Regions from separate parts of the Capra hircus genome. Here region 2 is linked to region 1. A link is a contact called in public Hi-C data. All regions are on one chromosome and are shown on one strand. The core of a region is the stretch at or near the end of the contact, and the rest is flanking DNA. Distances in the headings are between cores, read along the strand shown.

Region 1 (7,131 bases), core at 3,228-5,727:
TATTAATTATTTTATGAAAGGAAAAAGAACTATAGTTTCATTCCAAAAATAAAAAGCATTCAATATAAATATGTAGTACAGGTTTGACTTCACATTTGACTACACAACCATTTCCAAGTTCAAAGAAGAAGCCAAAGACTGGTATAAATTGGAATTAGAATCTTAATCAGAACAATCACCACTAAGGATTTATTTATAATAATAAAATGCACTAAAGGAACTAATATTAATAATAAAATAAAGGTTAAAATACTGATTGCCTGATGGAAGAGCCAAACACAACTTTAGCTTGGAGTCAAGTTTTTGTTTAGAAATGTGTATGTTAGAATGAAAAAAGAAAAGGGCTTGCCAGACACCCATACTCCAATACTCAGTACAGGCCCAATCACACAAGATTTGTTTAGATTTTCAGCATCTATGAAAGATGAAGTAAACTTTTAATACAGCATTTAGGGGACAAAAAAGCAAATGTAGTCATTTGTTAGTAGTTGTCACACCAATGAAAGAAGTATAATATTTAGACTTTTCATCTTCTTTGATAAGATTTATTGCCATAATTATTATTTTCATCATGTATACTGTATTTTTAGTGCACATGCCATAGATACCAAAACTCTGACCTAATAAAGGGTATGCAAAAGTATACAAAATGGCACTTACTGTTATGAGTTTGAAAATATTTTGTGCTTAACAGTATAGTTATAATGGGGTTTACAATTAGAAAATATCAATGAAATATTTAAAAATCTAATTTATAACTTACAGGAAACAAAGTAAAGAATGCCTAAACAATTATGTTAGTTTAAGTACACAGTTCAAATTGGGTAATTTCTTAAAATCATTTCATAACTCTAGTTCATAATTTCAGAAATCAAGATTAAAATGTTCCAATTCAATCAGATAAATGTTGAACTATGGAAAGGTCAAGAAAAAATACCTTTTTACACTATTTAAACATAATACTTTATGATTCTAATGATAATTTTCCAAAATAACTAAATAAAACAATCCAAAGACTTTAAAATATGCACATGAAACATACAAATGGAAAAATGATTTCTATTAATACATGAGCTCAAAGTAATGGTATAATCTGGGCTTGATTTCTTAAAAAGACAATAGAGGCCCCTTTTCTTTTTAGCTGTAAACAACTTGCTGTATGACATGTAATGCAATACCATATTTTGGGAAATTTCAAACATTTATAATCCCCGGGAAAAACACTCAACACTCCTACACTGTTTTTTTTTTAAGCCCACAATAGTGCAGTCTTTCAGCTACAAAGCCATAAGCCAGTTAAAAAACCAGTACTTTTCCACTAGTTACTTGTGGGGCGGGGAAGGGGATGTTCAGCACTGCAAACATTAGGGTCTAAAATAAGATCGTTGCAAGGAGTTACTACAACAGTTGCACTGCCAGCACTGTCATGGCAACAATGAACTAGCTAGGAGAATGCTCTCTTAACATTCAAAGCTAATCTTGAGTCTATTACCCACGGAAATAGACCAGATTTTCTTTTAGGCAGTTCACTAAAGAAATCATCTTATTTGGTAATCTCTTAATGTAAAGATAAGCCTTTTATATATCATATTTCCAAGATCACAGTCTAGCACCTTCTTGAAATCAGCTGAAATTTATAATGATGACATAATAAAAATTATGTGCCACAGTGAAACACAAAGATTCATCAGGATTCAAATACAATCTCAAGATGGGTCAGGGCTTAAATAAGAATTTGATATGCAATTTAATAATACCTGAGAAATGTGGTTTCACATTTCACCCTGAAGGAAAAATAATTTGGAAAAGAAAATATTATATATTTTCATTATTAGGAAGCTGATATTAAAGTTTTATTTGGATAATGCAGTATAACAGTGAAAAGCCTAAACTCTGGAGTCTCATTGCCTGGGTTTGAAACCTGGCTCCTCTTCTTACTAAGCTATGATACCTTGGGCAAGTTATTTAACCTATCTGAGCCTTGATTTTTTTTTTTTCCTGATGCATAAAATGGGGATAATAATACCTACTCTTACAGTGTGGTAAAGATTAAATGAAAAGGGTTAAGAATATATGAAGAGAGTTAAGAACTAGGTTTCACATACAGATGCCTATCCTTATTACCTTCAAAAATATACATTCTACAAAACTAGAAAGATTGAGATTGCTGAAGAAAAGATAACTTCGTGTTGATGTGTGGCAGAGTGTGGGGGGAGGGGAGCGGAGCAGGTATGGGAGCTCAGGAACCTGAAAGACACCTGCCACACCCAATGAAGCAAATTCAAATCAAACATGGTACAAAATCTATTCAAGCCTTGTTACTTCTGGGGTATCTTTAGGGCAATGTAATCTTTGCTTAGTTACTCTGTTTCTAAAATCATATCAAGCTGTCTAGGCCAGGCCAGTTATCCCGCAAGAGTGAAAGGACTATTTGGGGGACTTTTTGGTTAATATCTCAAGCTCCCATTGAAGAATGCAGAGCAGGAACACTGATGGTGCAGCTTTAATCTCCTCAGTAGACCTTCAAGGCAAGCAGTCTCTGCAGCAAACTTGCCTGAAGTATCAGATGTGAATGGACGAGGCACAGAGGATTCAGTTGCTTACTGACAGCACTGGCATACAAGCCATCATTTGCTTTTCTATATTTTATATCCTTGAAGATACACTGGAAAGTCAAATGTTCCTAAGTGGAATAATAAATGAGCACGACCTCAAGGGAGAAATCCAGTTTCCAAGAGTGCTAAAACAATATTCACAAAACCCTTACCTTGGTTTCTAGAGGTGTTATTTCTTCTAAGGTGCTATTCTATAGGGCCAAGGGCCCTGAAAGCAGGTTAAAACTTTTCCAGTGTCCCAGAGACTTGGTCCCCTAAAGGGCAGATGGTACCAGAGGGCTCAACTTCCCATCTCCTCTCCCCCAGTCACACTGTGAGGGCAGATCAGAAGACTAATAGTTAATATTCACTGAGTGCTTACTGAGTTACAGTAAACATTGCGCATGTTACCTCATTTAATCCTCACAACTCTGTGAGGGAACTGAGGCTTAAGGAGGTTATATAACTTGCCCAAGGTCATAAAGTTCGGCAGAGTAGGATTTACAGCCTGGTCTGACTAACTCCAAAGCTCATGGTTTTGACCATTCTCTTCTATTGTTGTACAGATAATTAAAGCATAGGCCTTGGCAATGAAGCACCCAGATGACACGTGTAACTGCCTGCAACCCCTCCTCACTAGTGCCATGCTGACAAACTAGAAAGGTAAAGAACTCCAAGGAGGGGATGGATGCCACAGATCTGCCTCACTCATAAGGCAAACTTCTGGGTAAGTCTACCACTTATCCTGTGCAAGTGGTTGATTAGAAGCACTCTTCGGTAAAGTGGAGATCAGCATTAATCAGCTAATATATTAAAATTTACCATACAAAAGGCAATTAGAGGTGTAAATACATGTGAACACAAAAGGTGGGATATATGACAGTCGATTACATAATAATCTTAAAGTAATGCCAGTTTGGAGTTTGACTCATGTTAAAAGACCTAGATCAAGTTCATCATCTTCTCCTTCATTACCACCAGTATTCATCATCACCATTATCTACTGAGGACTTACTATGAACCAGGCCCACTTCTACATACTTCATTGTTTACTTAATTCTTGAAACTACCCTATGAGAGTGGTATTGTTGTTACCCACATATTGCAGATGAATAGTCTCAAAATTTATTTATAATTAAGTTGGTACAGTATATTAAAGTTAACAAAATGCTTTACCAATAAGATCTTTAATTTTTATAACCACATCATGAGGCATATATTAAAATTATGTCAGTTCACAGATGAAGAAACAGACTACAGAGGTTAATTTATTCCTGAGCGTATAGCTAGTAAAGCAAGTCCCCGATCTTTAAACCTTCTGAAGTAGTATCTCTGGTCAAAGTGAAACTCTTGTATATTTAAAATAGAAGAAAAGAAAAAAAATCAGGGAAAAGAAAGCAATAGCTTCTCTTGTTTTTAAAGTCGAATCATTATTAAAATTAAGAGAAGCTTACAGCCTTTCTTCTGATATGTCAAAAGACAGATAAGCACAGTGCTTGGCATATAGCAGGTACAGAGTAAATACCTCATGCATAAAATGAGAAGAAATCAGTCCCTAGGTTCAATGGTAAAATCTATACTGCCTCAATAAAATTTCAATTATTTCTTATACTCAGAATCTCTGTCATCAACAAAACTGAATATAGATTTTATGCTTTAAGTCTGTCAAATAATGCATTACTTGTTAGATGAAAAAAGAGATACACCTTAATTTGGTGAGATGTGATCACTATTAATGACTTTGAGAGATCTTATTTTTTGAGAAAACCCATCTCCCTATCATTTAAATCACTTTTGAAAGGCTTCTCTTAAATATGTCCTTTAGTACCACTGAACACATCACCCTACCACTATTTTGCAAGGCTTGGTCTTTATCACATGATCGGAAGAATTTCTTACTGTGTTTAGGCTATGAATAGCATTTGAAAAATTACTCAGTTATAATTATAGACAGCTAACACCTGCCAACTTGCTAGAAAATGAAATCATGTAAAGTTTAAAGATGATTGTGCAATGCCTGTCAAACACTGAAGTGTCAAAAGAGTAAATGCTCATTTTTACCTGTAAACTAAAATTCTAATTAGAGAAAGAGTAAACTAAGATTCTAATTAGACTTTACTGAAACGTTACACACAGAACTGACAAATTATCCTAGGTAACTTTTTAAAAAAACATACATATTTAAGTTAAAACACTAATACTATTCATTTAATGAATATGTATATATGAAAGTTTATTTGGGTAATAAGACTAACAAAACTCACTTCACAAACTTTATTTTCCTTTAGTATGGTATAAAAGTTTAGGAAGTAGTTTAAAGGTAATTTTATTAAGTAATAATTTATAAACCTATAAAGACCTTTCCCTTTTAAAATTAAAAAAGTAAAATTTAAAGCAAAACAGTAAAAGTGTCTCATTTTTTCCTAAAGTAATTCCATATTTCATTGCAATCGAATTTGATTCTTTTAAGTAATTATATAAGAGATTAGAATATCAGAAGACAATTCTTTCACAGCCAAATTTCACAAGTTTTTTTCATATAAATTTTTCATGTCACAAATGGTGACAGTCCATTAGTAGTGCATAAGCTTTCAGCAATAAAAATGCCTACTGTGAAAATCCAATAAATGGTCCTAACAGTCATCCTACAAAAACTCCCTAAGTATCTTCAGTGAAAAGCCATTAAAAAAAAAACATGGAATCTTTTAAACCACTTTTTATTCTATACACAAATGTCATGGTAAATGTATCTTTAATGACATTAGTTTAACTTGGTATAGTAACCAATGGGAAAAAAAGCAAAGCATAAAGTAATGTTTCCATGTTTGTGTGTTAGTCACTAAGTCGTGTCCAATTCTTTACAACCCCATGGACTGTAGCCTGTCACGCTCTTCCATCCATGGAATTCTCCAGGCAAGTATACTGGAGTGGGTAGCCACGCCCTCCTCCAGGGGATCTTCCCGACCCAGGGATCGAACTCAGGTTCTGCATTGCAGGCAGATTCTTTACCTGTGAGCCACCAGGGAAGCCCCAATGTTGCCATGAAGTGAAGTGAAGTGAAGTCGCTCAGTCGTGTCCGACTCTTTGCGACTCCGTGGACTGTAGCTCACCAGGCTCCTCGGTCCATGGGATTCTCCAGGCAAGAATACTGGAGTGGGTTGCCATTTCCTTCTCCAGGGGAGTATAACTTAAATATCCAGTTTTCCCACTGTAGGCAGTAATACCATCATCAAATATTCTAAAGAATCCTCAGGTGCCCCAGAGTATACTGTGCCAGTGTCACTGAAGTACTAGGTCATATCATCAAGGTCAATTAGGTCTTTCTCTCTTAATGTAATAACTATGATCTAGAAAAGCTGGGTTAAAGTAAATCCTTTTTTCCATTGACTTCAATTAAAAAGCAAATATTTTACCATGGTGTGAAAAAAATAGACTGATTTGAGAAACTGTGACAAAGAAGATTATAACTTTTGGTGAGGCTTGCTAGTACAAACTGGACATACGAACTGACGTACGTCCAGCGTAACTTTCATCTCTTAATGAATTTTAGGCACTGCCTTCCCTTCACCAGTATCTCCCCTGTCCTTCCACAAATTCTAAAATTTCCCATGTCTCTGGTTCCTCCAGTACCTGCTAATTTGCTACTTATAAACACTGTTTTTAGATATGAAATCATTTATGATTAAAGGTACATCTAGTCAAGGCTATGGTTTTTCCAGTGGTCATATATGGATGTGAGAGTTGGACTATAAAGAAAGCTGAGCACCGAAGAATTGATGCTTTTGAACTGTGGTGTTGGAGAAGACTCTTGAGGGTCCTTTGGACTGCAAGGAGATCCAACCAGTCCATCCTAAAGGAGATCAGCCCTGGGTGTTCATTGGAAAGACTGATGTTGAAGTTAGAACTTCAATACTTTGGTCACCTGATGCGAAGAGTTGACTCACTGGAAAAGACCCTGATGCTGGGAAAGATTGAGGGCAAGAGGAGAAGGGGACAACAGAGGGTGAGATGGTTGGATGGCATCACCAACTCAATGGACACGGGTTGGGGTAGACTCCGGGAGCTGGTGATGGACAGGGAGGCCTGGCATGCTGCGGTTCATGGGGTCACAAAGAGTTGGACACGACTGAGCGACTGACCTGAACTGAAGACATAACACCAAATAGGGCTCTTATTACTAACTCTTCATCAGACCCAAGAGTCTGCAGCTACTTCTGTCACATCAAAGTTTCAACAAATCTTTAAATTGGCTGTCTGAGTTATTATCTACTCAAACAGTCAAAAGATATCCTGCAAATTTCTAATGGTTTACCAAAAAGAAAATTAATATAACTCTAAAACAAAGACCAGCACATCTATTTGCTGTCTTTTACTCCATGAATGATCTGTACAGCACTTTAAGGGCACAAAGTGTTAAAGATAAAATAATTCTAATTAAGCTAAACTATTTTTTCAGGGAGTCCTCCTAATACAGACTATCCAAGACCTTAAGTTGAAATCTAATAGGCAAACATTTAACATCCCATTTTCCTACCAA
Region 2 (7,131 bases), core at 2,770-5,269, 570 kb before region 1:
TGGGCTTCATCTATGAAGCTTTTTCTGTGAGGCTCTCTTGCTTATAATTTGATTAAATAGTGTACAGATATAAGTGGCCAATGAACACATGAAAAAATGTTCGATAATTCCTTGCCACTGCTAAGTTGCTTCAGTCATGTCTGACTCTGTGCGACCCCATCGACGGCAGCCCACCAGGCTCCCCCGTCCCTGGGATTCTCCAGGCAAGAACACTGGAGTGGGTTGCTATTTCCTTCTCCAAAGCATGCATTGGAAAAGTGAAAAGTGAAAGGGAAGTCGCTCAGTCGTGTCTGACTCGTAGCGACCCCATGGACTGCAGCCCACCAGGCTCCTCCATCTGTGGGATTTTCCAGGCAAGAGTACTGGAGTGGGGTGCCATTGCCTTCTCCCAGTAATTCCTTAGGGAGTTGCAAATCAAAACCACAGTGATCTACTATTTCATAACACTAGGATGGCTAGAATCAGAGAGAGAGAGATAAAACAAGGGTTGGCAAGGAGGTAGAGAAACTGGAACCCTCAGAGACTGCTGGTGAAAATGTAAAATGGTGCAGCTTTGGAAAATAGCTTGGCAGTTCACAACATGTTAAACATTTTAAGTTACTATATAGGGACTTTCCTGGTGGTTCAGTGGTTAAGACTCCAAGATCCCAAAGCAGGGGCCTAAGTTTGATCTGTGGTCAGGGAATTGCACTCATTTGACATGCTAGCAAGGTAATGCTCAATATCCTTCAAGCTAGGCTTCAACAGTATGTGAACCGAGAACTTCCAGATGTACAAGCTGAATTTAGAAAAGGCAGCGGAACCGGAGATCAAATTGCCAACATTTGTTAGATCACAGAGAAAGCAAGAGAATTCCAGAAAAACATCTGCTTCATTGACTATGCTAAAGCCTTTGACTATGTGGATCACAACAAACTGTCAAAAATTCTTAAATAGATGGGAATACTGGACCACCTTACCTGCCTCCTAAGAAATCTGTATGCAAGTCAAGAAGCGACAGTTAGAACTGGACATGGAACAACGGACTGGTTCAAAATTGGGAAAGTCTCACATCAAGGCTGTATACTGTTACCCTGCTTATTTAATTTATATGAAGAACACATCATGTGAAATGCTGGACTGGGTGATTCACAAGCTGGAATCAAGCTTGCCAGCAGAAATATCAGCAACCTCAGACATGCAGAAGAAACTACCCTTATAGCAGAAAGCAGAGACGAACTAAAAAGCCTCTTGATGAAGGTGAAAGAGGAGAGTGAAAAAGCTGGTTTAAAACTTAGAATTCAAAAAACTAAGATCATGGCATCTGGTCCCATCACTTTATGACAAATAGATGGGGAAAAAGAGGAAACAGATTTTATTTTCTTGGGCTCCAAAATCACTGTGGACAGTGACTGCAGCCATGAAATTAAAAGACACTTGCTCCTTGGAAGAAAAGCTATGACAAGCCTAGACAGTGTATTAAAAAGTAGAGATGTCACTTTGCTGATAAAGGTCCATTATAGCCAAAGTTATGATTTTTCCAGTAATCATGTGCAGATGTGAGAGTTGGACAGTAAAGAAGGCAGAGTGCTGGAGAATTGCTTTTGAATTGATGCTGAAGAAGACTCTTGGAGTCCCTTGGACAGCAAGGAGATCAAACCAGTCAATTCTAAAGGAAATCAACCTTGAATATTCATTGGAAGGACTGATGCTGAAGCTGAAGCTCCAAAACTTTGGCCACCTGATGCAAAGAGCTGACTCATTGGAAAAGACCCTAATGCTGGGAAAGATTGAGGGCAGGAGGAGAAGGGGATGACAGAGGATGAGATAGTTCGATGGCATCACCGACGCAATGGACATGAGTTTGAACAAACTCTGGGAGATAATGAAGGACAGGGAAGCCTGGCCTGCTGCAGTCCATGGGCTCACAAAGAGTTGGATACAATTTAGTGACTGGACAACAACAACAGGGAACTGAGATCCTGTATGCTACAACTAAGACCCAGCACAGCCAAAATAAATAAATATTATTATAAAAATACTATTTATTATTAAATAAATATTTAAAGTAAAAAAGTTACTGTATAATTCAGCAGTTCCACTCCTAGGTATAATAAATACCCAACTGAAATGAAAATATATGTCCCCACAAAAATTATACATGAATGTTCATAGACAGCATTATCCATGTTAGCCCCAAAGTGAAACAACCCAAATATCCTCCAGCTGATAAACTGATACACATAATGTGGTATATCTGCACAATGGGTTATTATTCAGCATTTAAAACATGAAGTATCAGTACATGCTACAACACGGACAAACCTGGAACAAATTGTGCTAAATGAAAAGCCAGCCACAAAGGCCAACATCCTGTATGATTCCATATATGTGAAATGTCCAGAGTAAGCAAATCCCTAGAGACACAAAGTAGGGACTAGAGGTGGTGGCAGGAATGTGGAATAATTGCTGATGGGTACCGGTTTTTTTCTCTAGGGATGATTTCAGGGGGTCTGAAATGAGAGTGTGGTCATGATTGCACAATTCTGAGAATATACTAAAAACTACCTAACTGTACACTTGGCATGGTAGAATTTTAGGGTATGTGAATTCTATCCCAATAAAGCTGTGAAACATCGTGTACAGATATTCACTAATCATTCATTCATTCATCATTTACTTGCTGTCTCCTCTGCCGGGAGCTGGGCACACCGAAGTGAACGAGACGAACGTTCACCACAATGAGCTGCTGCTCTTCTGGGACAATACACGGGCGTAGTGTAGGGAGTGCCAAAAGGGCAGCTTGCCCAGGTGTCCTGGGAACATTGACAGCACTTAAGTCAGCCAGGAGGTTAGTAAAAGGCAGAGGAAAGGACAGAGCCATGTTGTGTGCTGGGGGAGAGGCTGCAGGGTGACAAGACCCACCCCTCCCGTCCAGGAGATGAACTGAGTGTGGAAACACAGCTCTGATACATGGGGCAGAGTGTGATAGCTACCATGAGAAATGCTGAGTACTTTGGAAATTCAGAAGAGGGAGATACAGTGACTTGAATGTTACTCTTCTGAATGATCAGAGAGAACTGGGATGTAACTTCATTCTCCCAGACTCAATGGTTCATCTTTAGAACCCCAAATTCAGGGTGCATAGTGTGAAAGCTGCTGACGTCACTGAAACATGCCCCTTGTTTTGCACTAATAACCTATCATACTTTTACCAAATTCTGTAGCATGCAGAATATTAAATTCAATTGCTAAAGAAGTAATCAATTGATTTCTGTGGATTAAAATACAGTCTGTAGAATTAAAAGCAATTGCTTATATCTTTGAGGTACTGACATACTCAGATTTAGCAGCACAAAGATAATCCTCAAAATATGAAGAGCTAACATTGTTTGGGGCAAAACAGACATCCAGTGTGTGGGTGAGCTATATCCTCAGGGTGGGACCTCTACACCCTAATAGTGGGGCCTCTGTGATGTAACCCACCCTGGGAGGAGGAAGAAAAGGGGTGGACACCAGTTCCCTCTGGAGGCTGAGCGGGGGCCTGAAGAACCTACCTATGAACTTGGAGGCTGCCGCCGCCCCTGCACTCCCACCCTGGACTCTGGTTGGGGTAGCCCACTTCTCACCCTCAGGTGTCCTCCTGCAGACCTCGCCCCGTGTGTGTGTGTTCTGCAGCAGCGAGAGGCAGGCCCCCAACTCTGGCCCCAGCACAGACCTCCTGCTGTGGGGTGGGACAGCCAATTGTCACTGTGATGCTGTGAAAAAAATGGCTTCATTTCTCTAAGCTGAGTTGTGGGGTCCACAAAGAACATAGGGCGAATGCTCAGGAAACTCCTCTCACTGTAACCGATAGTCTGCCAAAGTTCTGCACACACACCCTTGAGGCCGCTGCGTGGATTCTTGAGGGGCCCACGGATGCTACGTTAAGAACCTGACAGTCAAGGTCACTCCGCGTATGTGTGCAGCAGCGTCTTCCAGGAAGGGAAGGGCTCAGAGTGCTGGCCTGCTCTCTGGAAGGTGACAGGGTCAGGGCCAGGGTGCCCCCCTCGCAGGAGCAGCTGCTGGTAACACTGAGGCTGCAGAGGAGACGGGAGCCCTGCGCTGACCTCCTCCTGTAAGCCAAAGGCCCTCGGCCCCCCAAGAGACCCCTGAGGTATCCTGCAGGTTCAGAGAGAGTGTGGCCTAGGGTCAGCATTATAATCAGCAAATTGTAAGGAAGATCTCGGGCTTCCCTGGTGGCTCAGATGGTAAAGAATCTGCCTGCAATGCAGGAGACCTGGGTTCGATCCCTGTGTTGGGACAATCTCCTGGAGAAGGGAACGGCTACCCACTCCAGTATTCTGGCCTGGAGAATTCCATGGACCAAATAGTCCTTGGGGTCTCAAAGAGTCAGACACAGCTGAGTGACATTCACTCACTCACTCACTCACTCAAATAAGATCTTACAGTTCTTCAATACGGTTTCCCTTACAGGAACGACCTTTCAAACAGTAGAGTGAACCACTGATACTGTTTTCTAGATAATGGTATAGGATGATTTCTATACTGTGTGTTCCCCAAACCTACTGAACCAGAGGAATCACCTGGGAAGCTTCATACAGATTATTGGACCCCACCCCAAACTTAATGAATCTGAATCTTCAGCGGAGGGGCCTGGGAATCTGTACTTCAAAGAAGTGCTCTCAGAGAAACTGTGGTTAACTGAAATTGAGAAAGACTCCATACGTTTAATGTTCCTAAAGAAATTAGCCAAGAAATCAAAAAATACTCAGAATTTACACACCTCAAATATTTTTTAATGTATCTATTAATTTTACCACATTTTTCTGTAACCCAAGGCATCTTTTAAAACACAGAAATTAATTTGAATAGGAGTTTAAAGTTGCCTGGTAGCCTCATACATCTGATTTCCTTGGACCAGTTACCACTCTCTTATATTCCTCTGTCTGTCTGTTTCCCTCCCCCTCTCTTTTTTCCCCCATAAGTGGATTTAGGATAATCTTAAGTTGGACCATTTCATCAAAATGACCTTATAGCAAGTATTTTAAGAGGACCTGGGTAAGGTTGCTCACTCGACGTGTGCTTGGTGATCGCAGCAGCCCTGACCCTTGCATTTGTTGGTGGGAGGAGCAGGAAGGGGACACCTGTTAACAAATCGCCATAAAAATAAACAAGGAGACATCAGGGTGTTTAGTGCTGAGACAAAAAGGAAGGGTGATGTGGTGGAAAGTGCCTGAGCACCCCTCAGTTAGGAGCTAAGAGAAGCCCTCTGAGCAGGGATCTGAGTGCATCTGAGTACATCCCCGAATGACACGGGACCAGCCGTGTAACCCTCCAGGGAGGGCATTCTGGACAGAGGGAAGCTACTGCAAGGACCCTAAGGTTAAGGACCACACTACTGATGTGGGAGGAAGAGGAAGAACATCTGTGAGTCCACAGCTCATGACCGTCTTCCCATGAGGCAAACAGTTTTATTAAAGCCTAGTGTATCTGGAGTACTATTACAACGTCCCAGCCCACCACCTGTGGAATTTTTTAGTTTGTCCTTGAGAGTGATCTGGTGAGCTTTCCATCCTCCACCTATACTTTCTCCCTACAGGCCCTCCTCATTGACGAAGGGCTTCCCTGGTGGCTCAAACGATGAAGAATCTGCCTGCAACGCGGGAGACCTGGGTTTGATCCCTGGGTCAGGAAGATCGCTGGCGAAGGGAATGGCAACCAACTCTAGTGTTCTTGCCTGGAGAATTCCATGGACAGAAGAGCCTCGTGGGGTACAGTCCATGGGATCTCAAAGACTCAGACACAAACGAGCGACTTTCACTTTTCTAAAGGCCACTTCATCCTCTTCTCTCTCTCCTTTCTCCTTGTTTCAATGGTACAAAAACCTATGCCACTGAACAAAATGCCGCCTCCCCCAGGAAGCCTTTCACAATCCTAGGGAGAATGAACAAGAACACAGGGTCTTTTACTCCTTTCTCCTACACCTTTTCTAGCATTTCTTCAGCAGCTCCTACTTCATTCTGCCCTGGGTTGTATGCCATCCCATGTTTATACATCCCTCAGGCCAGTACCGGAGAAGGCAATGGCACCCCACTCCAGAACTCTTGCCTGGAAAATCCCATGGACGGAGGAGCCTGGTAGGATGCAGTCCGTGGGCTCGCTAAGTCGGACACGACTGAGCAACTTCACTTTCACTTTTCACTTTCACGCACTGGAGAAGGAAATGGCAACCCACTCTAGTGTTCTTGCCTGGAGAATCCCAGGGACGGGGGAGCCTGGTGGGCTGCCGTCTATGGGGTTGCACAGAGTTGGACACAACTGAAGCAACTTAGCAGCAGCAGCAGCAGCAGGCCAGTACATGAGGAAGGCTCAAGAACAGGGCCTGGGATTTATTCCTATCTGAGCCCTACCCCACATCTGGGTCTGCATGGGCATCAGCACATCCCAGAGCTTCCAGCTGGCAGAATGCCGGCATCCATTCATCTAGCATCATGGAGCAGCCGACCCTGTGCCGGGTTCCTGGGAGGGATGGGAAGGTCCAGGCCAGCCCCGTTCCTAGGAAGCTTAGAAATCCATGGCAGCAAGACTAGCATCCTCAAAGTCCTACCAGAGGGCAGCGGTCTCCAAACTGGGGAGAATACACACTACCAGGGCACATGACAGGTCCTGAGATGCAGGAAAAAAGTACAGGAAGTTCTGTTTTGTTGGAAAGCATATTAAAATTTAGAAATAAGCCAAAAACTTAGAAATGAAAAGTGTTTTACTCTTTTTCACAACCAGGCTTTCCCTTAGCCCCTCTCGAGGCCTGCTGGCAGGCACCCAGAGCCATGTGACTTGTCCTCGGGGCGAGGTGGCAGCCACAGTGCTGAGACTTGACAGGCTTGTCCATCCACCAGCAGTGAATCACCTTGTGCTACAGTTCAGTGTTCCAGGGTGTCAGTGACATGGTTACTTTTATAAAGACAGCTTTCAGTAGCAGGATCTTCACAGAGTTTTGTAAATGAAATGGTGGAGGATTGATGTGGCCACAAAAAGCTTTGGTTCCACATAGAGGCTTTTGGATTGCTCATGGCAAAGTGCTTAAAAGAATTTTGGGACTTAAAGATGAGTTATACATTTTTCTTTGACAAAGAAAAAAAAACTTAATTG

The links. A called contact is a pair of places that touch in the nucleus more often than the background predicts.
Region 2: a Hi-C map of blood shows a contact between it and region 1, with 2.8 times the contacts expected there. The contact joins two enhancer-like sites. A contact is called at or near these places in 4 of 5 Hi-C or Micro-C datasets (blood and liver).

The regions. Positions count from the first base shown.
Region 1 is chr9:28,369,072-28,376,202 of ARS1.2, reverse strand. All of the region lies in intron 1 of SESN1 (sestrin-1), which reads right to left. Among named protein-coding and RNA genes, the nearest start is that of SESN1, 11 kb to the right of the region's middle. Within about 2 kb of position 4,477, at least 1 of the 5 cell types and tissues checked has an H3K27ac peak or open chromatin away from gene starts, as enhancers often do.
Region 2 is chr9:28,942,644-28,949,774 of ARS1.2, reverse strand. No RefSeq gene overlaps it. Among named protein-coding and RNA genes, the nearest start is that of FOXO3, 30 kb to the right of the region's middle. Within about 2 kb of position 4,019, at least 1 of the 5 cell types and tissues checked has an H3K27ac peak or open chromatin away from gene starts, as enhancers often do.